Regions from separate parts of the Gossypium arboreum genome. Here region 2 is linked to region 1. Evidence: chromatin contacts called from public Hi-C data. All regions are on one chromosome and are shown on one strand. The core of a region is the stretch at or near the end of the contact, and the rest is flanking DNA. Distances in the headings are between cores, read along the strand shown. Region 1 holds the start of LOC108450261 (binding partner of ACD11 1-like). Region 2 holds the start of LOC108453297 (RNA demethylase ALKBH10B-like).

What was found. A called contact is a pair of places that touch in the nucleus more often than the background predicts.
Region 2: a Hi-C map of leaf shows a contact between it and region 1, with 2.8 times the contacts expected there. The contact joins the promoter of LOC108453297 here to the promoter of LOC108450261 in region 1. A contact is called at or near these places in 2 of 5 Hi-C or Micro-C datasets (both in leaf).

The regions. Positions count from the first base shown.
Region 1 is chr5:43,821,183-43,827,549 of ASM2569848v2, forward strand. LOC108450261 (binding partner of ACD11 1-like) reads right to left here and starts at 4,482. Exons shown (of 6, transcript XM_017747803.2): 1 at 4,256-4,482; 2 at 2,732-2,815; 3 at 2,078-2,181; 4 at 1,771-1,846; 5 at 1,264-1,347; 6 at 1-242. The coding sequence starts at 4,261.
Region 2 is chr5:44,126,844-44,133,658 of ASM2569848v2, forward strand. LOC108453297 (RNA demethylase ALKBH10B-like) reads left to right here and starts at 4,358. Exons shown (of 8, transcript XM_053028134.1): 1 at 4,358-4,779; 2 at 5,009-5,659; 3 at 6,782-6,815. The coding sequence starts at 4,779.

The DNA.
Region 1 (6,367 bases), core at 3,232-5,731:
TCCATCTCTCTCATCTTTTCGTTAACCACGGCTGTTCCAATGCTTAGCTTTTCGCTCAGACCAATTTTCTGATCAAATGAAGTTACCGCAGCAGAGGCATTCGATGTCAAGTGATGCTGTTCATCGAATGCTTTTGCCTTGTTGATGGCATCCTTTCCCAATATGAAGCCCTTGGCAAGCATGGTGCTCACCATATCTTCAGCCTTTTGCACAGTAGAATCTGCAACAACCTGCTTTTTCTCCTTCAAATAGCAGATTGCACAACAATGATGAAAACATAAGACATATGTGTAATAATTCACTTCTTTCCATTGTATTCTTATGAAACATATGAACAAACAATGCTGCTCCGACTTTTCATTTTTCTAGTTCTCGTATCTAACACCCATGTCAGGTGCATAACCGAACATGGGTTTGGAGATATAACTCTTTTGAGGACTCTCCATGGAAAAACCTTAAAAAAACTGAACATACTCGTCTAGGGCATACACTTGTATCTGGCACTCACCCTGAGTCCAAGTAACATAGAGAACAAACATACCTTTTCCTATTACAGACCAAGAGAAAAAGGCAAATAGATAATATACAGTTATATACACACACTAGAAGACTCCCAAAACATTAGAAGATCTCCAGCTGTTGAGCCTTGGTGCTAATTCAGTTGCTATGTTCTTATAATGGATTAAAAACAGGCTACCAGCAATAAATGTGACTGAGTTCTAAGTTAGCTAAAGTATCCTAGCATTTCAATTTACTTGTCCTCCATCAAATGTCTTCACAAATGACACATTCAAGGATCTGAAGGACATTACGGTCAATCATGATAAAAGCTTGAGTAGTCATGAATTTGCTATAATTATACAAGTATGAAGCTACAATATGCATGCAAAACACCCAATCTGGCATTTCCTACCAATGCTGAAAGTATGATCAGAGAACTACAAACATAAGCTGACAAGAAGCCATAGAGATACTACTAAATCTGAAAGTATCATTTTTTGTTACTTGGACTCGTAAATGTATGATAAAAGTATTTGTCTAATAGGGTATATTCAATATTTTCTGAGTATTTCCATGTAGTTGGAGGGTTCTTATATGGTCATATCCCCAGAACCATGTCTAAATATATGTCACACATGTACTTTCAAGCAAAAATGAAAGAGTCAGAGCGACATAGATATTATTACTTCACTATATTATATCACAGTGATCATCCTTATGATGACAAAAGCTGTAGGATAGGGTTTAAAGGAGAACTTTTACCATGTTTGACAGGAGAGCTTCAGGGGGTAGTTGGTAATCCTCAACAGGTGTGATATTGACAGAAAGATCAACTATTTTGGCTCCCTGAATCAAGCAATAAGTTCGAAACTTCATTCACAATGAGTATTTGAATCAAATAAGTTGCCAGAAAGCATGTAAGCCAGCATAACTGAAGCTCAATAATTAGATGTTATTGTTAGGCTTTGATAGTCAAAAGCAGCCACAATAAACTTTAAGATATGATACAAATGCAATGCAGATGAATGATGACAGGCCTGGAAAGTTTTCATCTAGCTTTACACAGGCATAACATGTAAAACATAATTAGTTCCGAAGATTTAAATGTTCAAGTTGCCTGTCGGTTTTGCATTAAGAGACAATAAAGCTGATATCTTAGGGTACCTTGATGCCTTTGGTAACAATTTTTGTCCAGTGATACTATCAACAAATGTAATTCTTTTCCAAGGAAATATAAGCATAAAAAATAACTTAATCTCACTAACATACAGTCAATAGTATTGCTGTATCTGCTCCTTGTGTATCCTTGAAGGTAACATAAGCAACTTGAGCATTTTCAGTCTCCCTGCAAAATTTACAACAATCTCAAGGATGACTTTTCAAAACAAATCCATTGAACTCAAGCAGAGAGCTATATTACTAGGACTGAGTATGAGAGCCAAACATGGTATCTATCCGGCACAGGTACGTTTAAAATTATCAAGGTTTCCATGTATTTCAAGGGCTAGTAGAAGATCATATCCAAATACTTCAGGAAAATCGAAAAGACGAACCAACATAAGTAGAGAGTACCCACCTTCGCATTTCAACATATTGAATATCACCAGAGAAAGAAAAGAATTCTTTGATATCCCTCTCAGAAGCAGCTAGAGAAATATTACTGACCTTAACTGTTCTTATCTGTACACAAAAGATGAGAACATAAATATATGTTTTTGTGGAGTTCGAAAAACTCCACAAGCAGGCTTTTATCTTTGCCAAGTGTCCATCTAATCACATACATTAAATTCAACATTTCGATTTCTTATTTTCAGTTAAATGAACATGTAGCAAAATTACAAACCTACTTATGCTACCTTCAGATTCTAATGCCAATGGATATCATAATAATCATACTCAGCAAACATTTCAAGATAACAATTATACGATTCCGTGAAATACAGAAACATGGAACAACTTTATGCAAAAACACCTATAGAGACCAAGGAGACAAAATAAGTAAACGGATACAACAATTAGTTCCGGTCAAACTTGAGACTTAAGAAAAGGTTCTTTAGCTCTGCTCTTGTCAAGCACAAAATCTTATATGAGATGCAAAAATGCAAAAGCTTATTTCACAGCTATTTCAGTAATACTTTATCAACTAGATGCAAAAGTAACTGATAACCAACAGAATTTTATTGTTAACAGTATCAACTGAAACTAATTCTATAAGTATTTTTTTCCTCACATTTGACGCATTGATAGTCCAATTTGCTGTAGCACTTGTCTCCGTTACTGCTCCAAGAGTAAGATTAGTTTGGTCCAGTGGAATCTGCATATGCAATGATCAACAAGGTGTAAAAAATAAAACAGAGGAGCTCTAATCGGCAAGAAAAGCAACCGCAATTGTAGGCCCAACTGGATGAATAAAGGACAATGATATACTAAATGAACAAGACGAATGTAAATAAAGACAGGATTCATGGCTACAGTGCAACAAAAATAAACCCAAAACCCCAATTTACTGTTGTTACTATGGGGTCTAAAGCACGAGGAGGTTTTACTTGATGGTGTAAATTAGATGATCTGTGGACATTTGTTGTTCTTCATAATATTTTAGGACTAATAGGTTTTATGTTACATCAATTTGATCTTGTGTGATCTGTTCAATTGTGACCTTATAATGTGATCGCATTATCAGGTACCACAGGATTAGTAGAAAATAAAAGCCTAAAACAGATAATATTTCAATCTTTCATTCTACCAAAGAAGATGCTCACTGATACATCAACAGAAACAAAGTTGCTTTTTCAGCAGTATGCTGTTATTTTTTCCTTTTCTATAATGAAATTGAAGGTGATATGCTTAAATGTTAAAATGCTTGGAATCATAACATCAGTTATAATCAAATCATATACCTAAGCCTTGAAAGGGAAACTATACACATAATTTTCTATGGACAATTGATGCTTCCAAAAGTTGGACCTTTTCATCTTATTTTGAAGATCATATATCACTCTCACCAATAATTTATTCTGAGCCTACCAATTAACACCAAAGCTTATATAAATACTAATTCAAAGACTATTAAAAGAACCATAAAACAAGATGCATAAACTATAAGGATAGTTATTCTATACACTGCTAGTGGAACAAAAAACTCCACAAGCGGATTTAGGATGTTACCATGTGTCATTATAAAAATAAAAGAATAACAAAAACGGACACAACATCATCCCAAACCCGCTTATGGAGTTTTTTCCACTCGCAAGGTATAGAATAATTATCCAAACTAGAAATAGCATGAAATATAAGGCAAACCCAGAAATAATAATAACTTGACCATCAAACCATAAAACTTGAAGGGCACTTTTCAATCATTTCGGTGCAAACATCAAAGTTAGAGCTTTCACAGGTCTTCATTGAATATTTATCAGTTCCTATACTCCAATATTTACTTCCAAGAAAGCTAATTAAAGTATCCCAACTGAATCTTACCATTGAACTTGCTTTCAGAACCCAAGAACTACAATGAGGTCAACTCTAGAAACCCAAAGAGAAATTTGGGTCAAGTACAGATCAACTCAAGAGTCCAGCTTTTATGATCTCATTTCTCGTACATTTTTCCAGCAACCAAACGGAGCAATACATACATTTATCTTTCATTAGAATTTTTATTTTTTTCCGAAAAAAGGAATCTTGGATCTAACCGAGCAAAGGGTCCCATTCATCACAAACAAAAAAAAAAAATGGGAAAAAGAAATAAACTCACCGACATTTGAAGATTGTACCAAGAATTCCCAATACGAAGATTACAAGAATACTGGATTGATTGGATTTGATAGGAAGATGAAGAAGGGTCTAAATGGTGGCAATGGCGTCTTTACCCCGCGTCAAATGCGCGGGCTGATTTCTTCGAAGCATGTTGAGTCTGGCCTTTTATTTTTCCAGCTATAAGAAAACCTGGACAATCCATTTTTTTTTTTACTTCTTAAATTTTTATAAATAGTAGAGTTAATAATTGAAGAAAAAAAAGTAACGGGTGTTTATTATTATTATTATTATTATTATTACTTTGTATAATTTGATATTATTTAGGGTAAATTGCAATGATAGTCATTCAACTTCATTTTTAGGCTATTCAATTATAAAAGTTACAAAAAAAGATAAAATTAAATAGTTGAATAATTATTTTGCAACATTTCATAGTTAATAGACTAAAAAAGAAAAAATAATTCGTAATTACTAATATAGTTCACCCTATTATTCGTTATATATTTATGGTAAAATTATTTTTTAAAATAAGTTTTTTTGGGAAGGTTATCTAGACACCTATGTACATCGAGTTTGGTGTATATGTCAAATCATTACACTAATTCATATCATGCATGTTAAGAGGCAATACTTTATCAGAGTATTTTCAACATCCATGGAAGTCAAGTTAAAGGTTGGGAGGTTTAACCAAATATTTATTTGGTTGTTAGCCCAACCAAACCAATTAAATATAATGGAGGGTAAAGTACACTAATAGTCACTCAATTTTGGTTTCAATAACAAAATAATCACTCAACTTTCAACTCAGTCACTAAAATTTAGAAAAAAATAACAATCCAGTCCCAATAACTATTTTCTGTTACAGACGTAACAGAGACGTTGATGTGATACATTAACTAGCCATGTTGGATATTAACCAGCCACAGTGGAAACCCAATTTAAGAACCCTAGTTACTGGAAGAAGAAGAAGCAGAAGAGAAGAAATAGAGATACCCACTATTGATTTGGGTTTTCTCTTTCATTTTCTCTATTAATTTTCTCGGCATCCAAACAATAGAAAGTTTAGCCCTCAACTGCTCCTTTATCATCGTCGCCGCCACCACTACTCTTTTCTCATTTAATCCTAGCATTTCCCTCCATTTCCACTCTAAACCTATATCCAAATATTCCCCGCCGTCCATCTTCCCACCATCTTCTTCATTTCCCGCCTTCTGATCCCTTCTCAATTCTCTTTTGTTTTCGCCTCTTTCCAAATGAAACAACCCTTTACGTTTACTTACCCATATCACTTCTCAAAACGACAACGGCCTACCACCTCAAACGACACCTTCTCCTCTTCTACTGTTGCTAAGAGTTAACTCCTTCATTTCCTCATCTCAATTTCAATAGGCAATAGTAGTAGAGGAAGAAAAATAAGAACAATGAGAGACCAAGAACTTGAGACAATCCTTTGGTGTTTCAATGGAAACAAAAGCAAAAGATGAAAAATGATTGTTGCTGCCATAGGTGATGTTTTCAATAGCTTGAAAAACTCTTCTAAAATCCTTTTCCCAAATTTCAACCTTCCTTTTTTTCCGCTCATCTCCCCCCTCCCCAAAAAAATTATGACCCTTCGGATCCTCATGTCCAACGTGGCAAGTTAACTAGCCACGTCATCTGTTTTATTAGGGCTATAACCGAAAACTTTAGTGGGTGACTGATTTGTAACTTTTCGATAACGTTAGTGACTATTTAATTTCCTAAATTTTAGTGACTGAGTTGAAAATTGAATAATTGTTGGTGTAATTTACCCTACAATGGAAGTCGACTCCTATGGGTATCGACTTCCACTTTATAAATACTCATTCATTCCTCATTTCTTTTTACCCAAAATCTTCCCGAACTTTCTAACTCTAAAAAAACTTGTTATCTTTTTTATTTATTTTACATGGTAAAAATGAGATAACACATAGCCAATTATGCCATCAATAATGTAATGGCCTGATTTTGGGCCAGTCGGAACAGTGGTTTTGGGACCACTAATCTGAGGAAGGAGAAATTATTTTTAATATTATTTTATATGTTGTGGCATGGTTATATGAGAGTATGAAAATTTTGGTGAATTAATTCT
Region 2 (6,815 bases), core at 3,108-5,607, 310 kb after region 1:
AATCACTCCATTCTAAAAAAAATTCATAATATTCACTTAATTTATCATTTTACTTTTTAATCCAAAATTGTTAAAATATTAACAGTCATTGATGTGACAGTTAATGACATGTACTTTTTTCATTAATTTTTTTATTTTAAACCCAAAATGGTAAGTTTTGGGTGCTTTAAAACTAGAGGAAGTGTAAAGCTAAAGAATAAAAGGCATGGTTGTCATGACAATTGGAATGCGTTACTGCAGGGTTATAGGAGGCGCTGTCACCTCTGCTTTGGCTTCCGTTGGCTCTGGATCTAGAGAAACATGCTTCGATTATTCTTTAGGCTTTTAAAGCACTCATGACTCGAAGGTATTCTTCCGCTTACCTGACCATAATACCAGCTATGCATTCATGATGAGTGGTTGCTTCTGTAAGATTAAAAGATTTTAGATTTGGGAGATAAACTTGAAACAATGTTAGTTGAGCAGAAAGATTGGTTGCTTCTATTTGAAGGGTTTGAAATTTACGCTCCAGTTCTAAAATATAACGAGCATTCCTCTCTTTTGAGTGAGCTGCTGACTACTTATTTGCTTCCTTGGCTTCTAGAAGGCATAACTTTCTTACTTTCCATAACGGTATTATTGTGCTTGTATCTAGGCCTAAAGGAGGAGGAGGTGGTGGTGGTGGAGGAGGATAACGTCAGCTTTTCCCCCTAACAAGGATCTATTGTAGATTTGGTGTGTCCTTCAGTATGAACGTCGAAGTAGTTGAGCTTGATAAGGTGAATGTAGGTTGATAAAAGGTCCTCGTTGGATCCTTCGACGTTCATGGGGCGTATCGTAGTCAGCAAGTGGAAGAATACCTTCGAGTAGGCCCTTTTGTGTCCTTTCTCTGTTCTTCAGTTTGTTTTAATTATAATTATAAAATCAGATGTAAATTTGTTGAGCATTGGCCTGCAATGCAACATGTGACCAGCAGCAGCTCACCAAGCAGACTAACATTGGAGCTGAATCGAGCGCAGCAACTAGTTTGATTTATGTTGTTTATTTTGGTCCAATTGTAACTTGTTAGTTCAAGTTGACATGTAACTTGTAATTTGTTATCAAAGTTGGTAGGATTAGTTTTGATTTGAACTTGATGTAAAGGCTGATATGTCAGTTTACTTTTGTATGTAATTCAAAGATTGTATTTCTTATGCATTAGTGGAAGCAGTTACATCATTAGGTAACTATTCAATTGTAATGTAACTTACATATATTTTCAAATTATCAATGAAATTATGTAAGTTTTTAAGTTATCTTCTTGCTCAAACTCTACTCTCACTCGTTTTTGCTTCAGTTTTTTGTTTTTGCTTTCTGTTTTATTTTGTTTGTTGCTAATGTTCCAACAAATGGTAATCAGAGCCTGCCATCTTTGAGGGCCTTTATTGTTGGTTGCTTTATTTGAGAAAACAAAAGCTTGAGAAGAAAGAAATTGTTGTTGAGTTTGTTTCAGCAAAATGAGCTTTACTCCACCTCCACTACCAGTGTTCACTAGAGAAAACTATCACATTTGGGTGGTAAAAATGAAGACATATCTCCAGGCACAAAATATGTATATGCGGGAATAGAAGAACTAGCCACGTGCGGTTGTCTGTAGTGTGGTGGTGCTTGTGAAAAAAATATAGGGTTAGTTAAATGAAAGGGAATAACTTAATTGAACTGACTTGGATATTGTGTAGCCGCAAGCGACGCATCTTCTGTCAGAGCGGATGATGAACTCGTCATGCGATTGTGTCCCCTCCTACGCTACTGTGGCGGTTGATGTTCCGTCTTTACTAGAATTTGCTGACTCTTCGCCTCCGATGCTAATAGATACGGCTTGCCAACGACTCTGAATCATGCTAAGTAATCATCTGCTGCCATCATGTCCATTAAGAAAAATGGTTCGCAAATGTGTAAGGATTGCATCCTATGATCCCACACCTCGATATGCTCTCCATGCCGCACCGTCCAATCGTTATTGTCATTCCTCTGCAAGTTCAACTTGTGAAACTCTTTCAGATCTCACGGTGGCAACAAAATTTGTTGCCTCCACTTGATTTATCGCAACACCTGGTCCGATTAATGCATTTTCACCGTTGTATACACTACCAACAACACATTGGTGTCTCACATCTGTTGATTTTCCAACACTTCTAGCGGAATGCAAGATATGACATCGGTGTTAGCTTACGACATCTATTCAAACAGAAAAGCAAAATTGTATATATCATTATGTATGAATTTTTTAATAAATCATTACGTAATCAAATAGGTTCAAAAGAATAAGTAACTAACCTCGACTTTCGAGCGTTGATCTAACAATAGCCTAATATCTTCTAACTCTTTGGGCAATCCCACGTAGCTCGGTTTCTGGTTCCACCTATAAAAGTGATATGTTAGTCGAAACGTATAATAAAAAAATTACTATATAGACTACGTATTTGTTAATAAATGATGTTTACCCCATCACCAACGGAATCATATATGGGTCGATCACCTTAGGACATAGAAATGATAGTCGCCACTAGGCCCACGACTACAGTAAGAGCAGACAACCACTAATCATGTCCACTCGGTAGTGTGGCCCGACACATCTCCCAGTATAACATAGACAATACTGCAGATCCCCAACTTAGTCTCCCGCACTCATTAGAGTCCACTAGATGTAGTAGCCACCTTATATGCACCAAATTTCGAGATTTATTAAGCATTAAAATGCCCCCAATTAACCTCATGATGTATGCTCGGGCATATTGTGCTATGAGCTCCTCCGTTCAATCTTCAAGGTCTTTAAGGAGTTCGTTGAAATTATTCTTCAACTAATTTATTGATATTTGACCACCTTCGAACTTGTCTGAAACCTTCCTCAACAGTGATTGGTAGGAACCCACTTTGCTCAGAACGGTCGTTGATTCCGTGATAACTGGCCCATCCATTGATAGACCGAGTTGTAACGTTACATCTTTGAGTGTGATTGTATACTAGTCGCATGGAAGGTGAAAATTGTTTGTTTTCGGCCTCCATCTTTCCACCAACGCGTTGATAGTGCCAAATTGAGATTGCAGTCCTTGGACATACGAGACGCATGTAAGAATCCAGCCGCTTGCAAGTGGCTACGAATTTCAAGGATCGCAAACTTTCCAATATTATGAGTAAAGCCCTCCAGAACATAATCATTCGCATATTTACACAATAAAACAATTTCAAATTAAAAAAATAAATTTAACATTAATGAAATTAATAAAATTTAAATTTTCGGCTTACCATTGCTAATTGGGCGGTGAAAATACGCTTGTCGTCGAAGCGGATTAGAGAGGTGATCATTCGTGAGAAATCGATTTGAATGAATAAAAATGAGATAATTAAAAAAGATAATATTTTAAAATTAAAATATCGAAAAATTTAAAACGAAGAGAGTTTGAGAATATTGAGAGATGGATGTGAATGAAAAAGAAAATGAAATTTGAGGGTATTTATAGAGTAAAAAAAATTTAAACGTTGGTATATAATTTTTACCATTAGTGCAGTAGTATTCAAAAAGCCATTGCTAGAAGCGCGTCCAGCTAGATGAATTTTCTTGACACCAGTACAAAAAGCTTGACCAATTGAACACATTTTTCATTTAAATAGGCCTATTTTTTAATTAATTTTAAAATTGGCCTAACACCTTATTAATTAAAAAAGGCCTACAACATGAACCATCTATAATTTGAGAAAAATATAAATTTATTCCATTTGACAAATTGTGTAGCTATGTATAGTGAAAAAGTTAGGGTTGGTAGGAGCCTGAAAAATTGAATTTTAACTTTTATAATTTTAAAATTTTTAAATAACATAAAATAAAATTATATTATATTTTTCAAAATAATAAAAATTGATTTAGTCTATATATATATATAAAAGCAAATAAACACTTTCCAAATTATCAGTGCTTATTGATTGAACTTGCGAATAAGAAACAAAAAATATTTGTATTTATCAAAGGATATTGCAATTTTAATACTGATATCAAAATATATAATATATATCACAATTACTTTGGTAAAATTTTTAGTTTTATTTCTCTTTTCTTATTAAAAGCAACCAATTCCTCTACAATAATTAAATGACAAATTATATAAATAAATTTCATAATTAAGTTTATCTTAAGACTAAAAATGTTGAAAGTAGTGAACTTACAAAAACAAAAATTTATAATGATAATATAGTAAATTTATTTTTAAATAATTTTACATTTTGTCAATCAAACACTTATTTTATATTCTAATCAAATGAACTAAACAAGATAACCTTTTATCTTATAATATTATATTCTTATAATTTTATTATAAAAGATAATGTAGTTACGAAATTAATTTAAAATTCGACCAACCAAAAGCGGTTTAATGCTAAGAGGTTAACCTCCGCAAAAAGCCAAAGTTAGAACTCAACCCAAGACATTCGAACTTTTCTCAGACGTGAATTAAAACACCAAAATTCACCTTAGAAATTGAAGAAGAATATTCGTATGTGGTACGATAATCGATCCCTGGTGAGGGAAGAAAGTTTTGTTGGATTTTAGCCACTATTAAAACGCATCTTTATGCGTCATCGATAAGCCAAGCCGTGATCTCTTTCACTGTGACAAAGGCCCTTCTTGTTTTTCTTTCCAAGAACCAGATACCCAAACCCTAAATTGCTTGCGTTTTCACAATCTGCGCACAACCAAAGCAAAGTTCCCATTTTTCCAGATCTGACTAAACTAAACCAATCCTTTAGATCGGCTTAAACCTTTAAAAAGTAAATAAAGACCCAGTTTTTAATATTTTTTCACTATTTATATCTATTTTGAAGTTGGATTAAGTTGAGTTAAAAAAATTTTGTTTGTGATTTTACGTGATCACGTTGGATTCTGCGGGATTTAAGCTAATTAGATCTGTTTTTGGGTATTTTTAATTTATATATGTTGTTTTAGCAGTTCAATTTTTTTATCGGTTTGGGAGCGTTTTTTCTTTTTCCTCAATGGCAGTGCCATCGGGAAATGCAGTTTTATCAGATAAAAAGCAGTTTCCTGCTCCTTCAGCTGCAGTAGCTGGCGGCGCAGGTGGTGATGCTGGAGCCGTTGGCGGTGCAGCAGCAGCAGCAGGAGGAGGAGGAGGAGGAGGTGCAGAGTTCAACCAGCACCATTATCGGAATTGGTTTCCCGATGAGCGTGATGGCTTTATCTATTGGTTGCGGGGTGAATTCGCAGCAGCCAATGCTATGATTGACTCCCTTTGTCATCATTTGCGTGAGGTCGGGGAAGTTGGGGAATATGAAGCCGTCATAGCTTGCATTCAGCAAAGGAGATGTCACTGGAACCCCGTGCTTCATATGCAGCAGTACTTTTCGATTGCTGAGGTTTCCTATGCTCTTCAACAGGTGGCCTGGAGATGGAGGCAAAGGCATTGTGATCATGGGAAAGTTGGGGGAAAGGATTTTAAAAGGTTTGGCTTTGGCTTTAAGGGGCATAGGGTAGAGGTCGCCAAAGAAATACAGAATTCTGTGGTGGATACTAATGGGAATTCTACTATTACCGCTGTTTCAGAGAGAAATGAGAGAGGGAGTGAGAAATATGAAGAACTTAACTTAGGTGGTGAGTTAGGGAAGGTGGAAGATAAAGGCTCAGTTGTCACAGAGGGTAAGATGGTTACATAGTGTTTCATGTTTATTGCTTTCATTTCTTGTATTTACATTGTGGTGAACATTTGAATTAGGATAGTCAATAATACATTCTATGATGTAGCTTGCCATGTTTGATTATTTGTTCTGATGGGATGATTGAAGCTTGTTTGCCTAAAGGATTTTAAGTGTTGATATCGGTTGACTTTTACTTGCATTCTTGTGAAGAACAATACCTTCTGTTTCAGTTTGTTATGTTTGGTAATCTTTTCTGATGGGATGATTAAAATTTGTATCTAAAGGCCTTTCGGTGGTGACATTGGTGACTTTCACTTGCATTGCTGTGAATGTTGAATTTGTTAGTGAATGATACCATATTTTCGCAGCTTTTCATGGTTGATTATTTGTTGAATTGCCTTGTGTAATTTGATAAAACTAAATTTTCCTTGTAATCTAGTTGAATCTTTTACACACTAAAAGGTAACGACGCTTATATTATAATTGGGTTTATGATTGAATTGGTTTATATTAACACACGTAATTGGATCTTTTTCTTTTACCAAATGAAAAGCTAGTTAAAGAAGTTATATTCCTTTTATAACAAGTTTTTTGGGTCTGTTTATGCATTCAATTGTGTCTATTGGGCGTTGACATAACCTAGCAATCTATGATTGCAGTCTATGCTGTTTACTTTCTTTAGTTGATATTTGATTTGACTCGCTTTCTTCATTGCTCAGTCTGAATTACGAATGCTGTGTCAGACCTATATTCTGCATCCGAATCTGTCGTTTTAGCGTCTGTTCTATGCTCTACAATGCATAGTGCATGTAACGGAGCTTTCAGCATCTTAGGAGGTGCTGAAAGTGGAAGCTACGCATTTAATATTCCCTAGATTTATTTTTCTTAGACTTGAAACTTATCCAAATTGTTTACTTATGTATTGTAGAAATATCGTCTCTTTCCTGTTTAGCTAGGAACAGCTGGAATAGATTGGGTAGGGTATTTAGTGGTTGCCCCTTGATTCAAATCTTGCTATAAATATTGAACTCAGTTCGATCTCTTCAAATAATTCTTTAGATTTTAACATTTAATTTCTCCTTTTTTTTTATATTTATATGTATTTATATTTATGATCTTTCAGAACATGATTCACATCCTGCACAAAATCAGAATGA